Regions from separate parts of the Macaca mulatta genome. Here region 1 is linked to region 2. A link is a contact called in public Hi-C data. All regions are on one chromosome and are shown on one strand. The core of a region is the stretch at or near the end of the contact, and the rest is flanking DNA. Distances in the headings are between cores, read along the strand shown. Region 1 holds the start of ATPAF2 (ATP synthase mitochondrial F1 complex assembly factor 2). Region 2 overlaps RAI1 (retinoic acid induced 1).

Region 1 (2,763 bases), core at 44-2,543, 240 kb before region 2:
GGTTAGGCGCTCCCCCGTCTGGGGGTCTGATGAAGCCCTCCTAAGGAGATCTCAGGAGCAGGAAGACCCCAGGGTCTGCGGATTCCTGGGACTGAGGAAGGGGCGGGAGGGCATGTCTCAGGTCTGAGAGAATCTGACATGGGCCCAGACACGGGGAGGGTCCCGAGTCTGGTGAAACCAATGGAGAGTGCTTCAGGGTCTGAAAAGGGCTGGTGGCAGTCCCTGATCTAGGGACGACAGGTCATGGGGAGGAAGGACCCAGGCCTTTCCCTAGTCATGAGGGGCTTCCGGATCCCAGACGGGCCGGTCACGGGCTTCAAGTCTGGGAGTGTTCGGGGTCCGCCGGGAGCCGGTCACGACGGGCTCCGGGTCCGAAGGGGCAGGTCAGGGCTGGGGCTCGGAGAGTGTGAGACACAGGCTGGGCAGGTCCCGGGTGGGAAGCGCCGGGTGCAGGAGGCCCCGGCGGCGAGGGCCTGTTCCGCGGCTGCGGGCTCGAGGAGCCGAGGCGGGCACGGCCCGTGAGCGCCGCGAGGAGGCCCTCGGGCCCCGGCCCGGCCCGGCGCTCACCTGCAGCACCACCTCTACGTCGTACGAGTTCCCCTTGCTCTTCTGGTGGCCGCGGAACTTGGAGCCGCTGTAGAGCAGACTGGTGGCCACGCCGGGCTGCTGGGTGTTGATGGGCGGCGGCGGGATGAGTGAGGCCGCGGAGGCAGCCGAGGCACCGGCCGGCGGGGGACACTCGGTGCGGACGGGCATCGCGGGGTCCCCCGGAGCCAGGGCTGGGGGGAGTGGGAGAGGAACCGCCGCCGCCGCGCGGGAGCCGAGGAGGGTGGCGGGGAGGGAGAGGCCGGGGCGCGCACGCGCGGGGTGGGGGCGGGAGGGGCGACCACCCGCCCGCTGCCTGCGGACCAAGCGCTCTGGCCGCCACCGGGACCCAGGGACCTGCGAGCAGGGCCTCCCAGTCCTGAGCTGGGTCCCCCTCCCGACTTGCCCTCGCGCACACATACACACACAGAGACACTCACAGACACACTCACACACGCACACACACACCCCGCCCCTTCCGATTGGCTCGGGCGAGCCTCGGGGGCGGGAGCAGGCTCACGCGGCGCTTCCGCCCATTGGCGGGAGGAGAAAACACGTGGCGGGGTGCGCGAGCGGCCCGCTGGGACTTGTAGTCTCCTCGCCGAGGCGCGGCGTGGAGGGGGCGGGGCGAGGTGCGTTTGTGATGCTGATTGACTGGGGGTGTGCGCAGGAGGTTTGCGAAGGCGACGGCGCGCCGTTGGTGTCATGCGGAAGATGGCGGCGTCCAAGGGAGGCTGAGGGCTTTGAGGAAGCGGTGAGAGGTTTCCGTACAGCCCGAACGTGCGGTTTTGGGGGTCCCTTCGCTCTGTGTTTCCTGCTCCAGGTTTCGCGTCGCGCATCTTCCCAGACCCTCGGGCGCGATGTGGAGGAGCTGCCTCCGGCTGCGGGACGGGGGACGCCGTCTCCTGAATCGGCCTGCGGGTGGTCCCTGCGCTTCTATGAGTCCGGGGCCAACCATCCCGTCTCCAGCCCGGGCTTACGCCCCGCCGACAGGTAAGACTATGACACGTTCTCTTTTGGGTAGGGGCCGAGCTGGGGTAAGGTGGGCTTCGGGCTTCGGCTATGCAAAGCGAGGTGACTGAGGCAGGGTTCAGGCTCATGAGGTTATGCAAGCCGGTCAAGTCTTTTTACAGATGAGAAAGTGAAGCCCAGACAAGGGCAGACGACCCGAGAGGGAACAGCGAGTGACGCACGATACAGTAATTGATATTTGGCCTGTGCAGCTTTTCTCAAAGCTTATGGCTGCCCTCCCTAGGAAATAAGGTGTCATCCTTGTTTTCAAAAGGGGAAGTTTGGGCTCTGAATCAGGACTTCGCCTAGGTTACAGACAGACTGTCTCAGAGATTTGAGGTGTCTGACTGCTTTCCGTGTCTCCACTGCCCAACACAATACCTGCACAGAAGGGACCTAGAACCTAGACCTTCATTCCTCCATCCTGGGCACTTCAGCTGCAGGTTTCCTGACTTTCCCTCCTACCACAACCTCTGCCATCTGCAGCCTTCTCTGCTAAATAGAAATTGACATCTCCACCTTTGACTGTGGAGTCACCTCCACCTCCAACTCTGATGAAGCTCAGACGTAGTGGTTCTTTCATTGCTGATGGTGAGTGGTGTTAGGGTAAGAGTGAGAATGATTCATTTCAGTGAATGAAAAGCAGTAACACCCTCCCACCATTCAATTAGTTTTATAGTGCTGGAGGCAGGAGACACGGTAGTCTTTAAGACCCACCTGTATGTATTGGTAGAGAAGCTCAGTTAAAGAAGAAAAAGACCCACCTGAATGATGTTCACTGTTGAGTGCAAAGGGTATAATATCCTGATAAGGGACATACAAAGAAGCTGTGAAAACACGGAGAATCACCTGCTCCCGTCTTGGGGCTGTTCAGGGTTTAGAATGGGTCTTGGGTGAAAGGGCATTTAAGCTGAGCCATGATAGATGAGTAGGAGTTCAGCAAGAAGGTGGGAGAGTGTTGGGTATCTAGAACATGTCCAGGGTGACAGCAAGATATGAGGGACTTTTCCCTAACACTGCCTGCTTTAGAAACTTGAGAACTTCACAGACAGTTTGGCATTGTGGCAGGAGTGCAAATCTAGGATCTGATACTGGCAAAACCTCTGAGGTCTGTGTGATCTTGGGCATGCAACTACTTCCTAATTTTTCTGCATGAGTTGAAGTACT
Region 2 (2,801 bases), core at 170-2,669:
TGCTGACCAGTGAGCGTGCTTGGGCCCTCCCCCAGCACCTTGGAAAAGGCTTCCCTCCCCTCTCCGGCCATGAGGGACACAACTTAGCTCTTTCCGATGTTAGTAGGGGGAGTGGGGAGGGCTGGCTGTATGGCCTCCAGCTGACCTGTCCCCCTGTTCCCAGGGCACGTTTGGGCTGTCAACCCTTAGGGCCTCGATGGGGTCAGTTGTCCCTTCTCTCCTCCCAGCTGTGTCCCCATCAGGTCCCTGGGTGGCATGGGAGGAGGATGGACTGTCCTCCAGGACCTGTTTGTTGTATGACAGGAGCTACAGCTTGGGTCTCCCTGCAAGTCTGGCACGTCTCACCTGCCCCCATCCTAGCCCCTGGTCCTCTCACAGCAAAGAAGCCTCCTCCCTCCCGACCCGCCGCCACACTGGAGAGGGGGCACAGGCGCGGAGAGGTTTCCTGTTCTGTGAAGGGCGGGCTCCCTGACTCCATTCATGCCCCCCTGAGCCCCTCCCTTCATTCCCATTCCCCAACCTAAACACTGGCCCGGCTCCCAGCTGAATCTGGTCGGAATCCACGGGCTGCAGATTTTCCAAAACAATCGTTGTATCTTTATTGACTTTTTTTTTTTTTTCTGAATGCAATGACTGTTTTTTACTCTTAAGGAAAATAAACATCTTTTAGAAACAGCTCGATACACACAATCTTCAGTGTGAAGCAATATACTAATAAGAACACTAGTCGTCTTAACATTTACAGTCTTCATATATATTATATATATGTATATGTATACATATATATACACTATATAACGAGGCCAGATATAATACACACGTTTACCATTTTACAGTCATATGTACAGGAAGTTGCTAGGGCGGCCCTGGGCTGGGGGCTGCATCAGGCCTATCGAAGCGTGGACAGAGCTGAGGACACGGACGGACAGGCAGACGGACTGGCAGGGACTGGCCCGGGCCGGTGGTGGCTGCGTGGGCAAGGGGCGTCGTGGTAGCCCCCTACCCGGCAAAGGCCCGGTTGGGGCTCTGCTGCGGGCGCACGACGCACGGCGGCGACACACGGGAGAAGCGAGCATGTTCCCAACATATATACATTCTATGTAACATATATATAGAGGGGTACACAGGTTTTGTACACGAATCTAGCGCTGTCCCTGCTCCCGTGCAGAGTGGGCGCGGCGGTCCCTGGTGGTGCACAACGGTCGCGCGTCCGCCGAAGGTGCGTTCTGGCCGCTTCTTGGGTTTTGCGCTCCCAGGCTGGGCTCCAGGGGTGGGGTGGACTGGAAAGGGGACGAACAGAGGCCAAAGGGTGTCCCAGTCCCGCCCACAACCTCTCGGAGAGCCCGCAACCCCTAACTGAGCACAGCCCAGGTCTACCCCGGCTTTGCCCGAAACGCACGACAGATCTGGCAAAGGCTGGGCGGAAAGGCCCCTGGAAACGTTCCGCACGGTTTGTTCCAAAGGCTCAGGTCCCTCCAGCGCCTGCCTAGCCCGCTCTTAGAAAGGCTTCCTTTCTCCCCCGCCTAGTCCACGGAGCCAGGAGCCGCCCTCCGCCTCTTCCAGAACTGTTTCGACCCCCACCCCCAAGCCCAGGGCTCCCAGCTGCACGCCACGACCGACTGGGGTGGCGACAGCACCCACGTGGAATGTGTGCCACGTCGTCTTGAGATTCCAGAGGGGAAAAGCGTCCCCAGGCCAAAGCCGTCTCGCACCCTCGCCGGAGGCTGAGCGCCCCGGGGAGTCTGGCCGCTCCGCGGGCTCCCCCTCCGCAAGCCTGGCCCCTGGGGTGGGCAAGAACGCCCTGTGCCGTCCGGTTCCGGGAGCAGGCGGCTCCGGAACGGGTTTTCCTCCCAACCCGGGGCCGCAAGTCTGAGCCCTAGGCGGCCGGATCCACGATCCGGGACCCGGATCAAGGATCGGCTCTGGACCCGCACTGGGAGCAGCTCAAAGGCCCGGGGGCTGCGCAGGCGGCTCCTCTCCTTCGGCGGCGGGCGGGCAGGCGGGCTCCGGCGGCTCCTCCGGCCGTTGGGGTGGATTACAACGGCAGCCTCTGCAAAAGACGCCCGCCCACCCGTTACCCACGACCGCGGACCTCAAAGGCCACAGGCCCCGCCCCCGGTGTGGGCCCGCCCCCCAGGCCCCCGACCCAGGCGACGCTAGAGCGCGGCTGGGGTCTCCGCCCGAAGCCGTCGGCCCCACCCCATCCACCTTCACCTTTACCTCCGTGCCACCGTCCCGCGCCCCCGCCTGCTCCACTCTGTCACCTATCTTGGGGAGCTGCGGGGAGGCCGTCCCAGGGACGCCCTTCAGCCCCTGGCTGCCCATGCCCCGACGCCGGCGGGTTTTCGGCGGCTGCGGCGGCATCGCGCAAGTGGACGGGGACCTGAGCCGGACGGCAGCGGGGGCTCCTGGGGTGGGCGGGGAGAGCTCCCTCCCTCTCGGGCTGGGCCCTGCGGGGCTGCGCAGCCAAGGGGCGGCGGACTGTGAAGGAGGTGCGAGGTGGGGCTCGTCTCCCGCTTGACACCCCTCCCCCCACAAAACACTGTGGTCCCCTACCTTATGTTTGGGACATTTCAAAGAAAAGTTCTCTTCGATGAATATGCAACCTGTGACCAAAGAGAAGTTTCGGTGGTTAGGACGGGGTGGAGGCTCACAGCTGTGGGGTTTTGTCGGCCGCCAGGAGGGGAGCCGCACTGCCCGCGCCGCTCTAGACTGCAGGGGCTCTTTTCCAAGAGTTAATCAGATCCTGCACAAAACCCTCCACACTCCACTCCACGGCGCGGGTGAGGCTCCTGGTCTGG

Evidence for each region. Hi-C and Micro-C count contacts between places; a contact is called where the count stands out from the background.
Region 1: a contact with region 2 is called in a Hi-C map of fetal cortical plate, with 2.7 times the contacts expected there. The contact joins the promoter of ATPAF2 here to the enhancer-like site in region 2. A contact is called at or near these places in 3 of 14 Hi-C or Micro-C datasets (fetal cortex germinal zone, fetal cortical plate and liver).

What each region holds. Positions count from the first base shown.
Region 1 is chr16:19,606,472-19,609,234 of T2T-MMU8v2.0, reverse strand. ATPAF2 (ATP synthase mitochondrial F1 complex assembly factor 2) reads left to right here and starts at 1,293. Exons shown (of 8, transcript NM_001257951.1): 1 at 1,293-1,578. The coding sequence starts at 1,446. It overlaps GID4 (GID complex subunit 4 homolog), which reads right to left and starts at 1,167. Exons shown (of 7, transcript NM_001193962.2): 1 at 568-1,167. The coding sequence starts at 1,005.
Region 2 is chr16:19,368,154-19,370,954 of T2T-MMU8v2.0, reverse strand. RAI1 (retinoic acid induced 1) reads right to left here. Exons shown (of 6, transcript XM_001091010.5): 5 at 2,557-2,606; 6 at 575-2,050. The coding sequence ends at 2,036. Among named protein-coding and RNA genes, the nearest start is that of MIR33B, 3.3 kb to the left of the region's middle. Within about 2 kb of position 1,419, at least 8 of the 40 cell types and tissues checked have an H3K27ac peak or open chromatin away from gene starts, as enhancers often do. A contact at or near this core is called in fetal cortical plate, where this site is marked.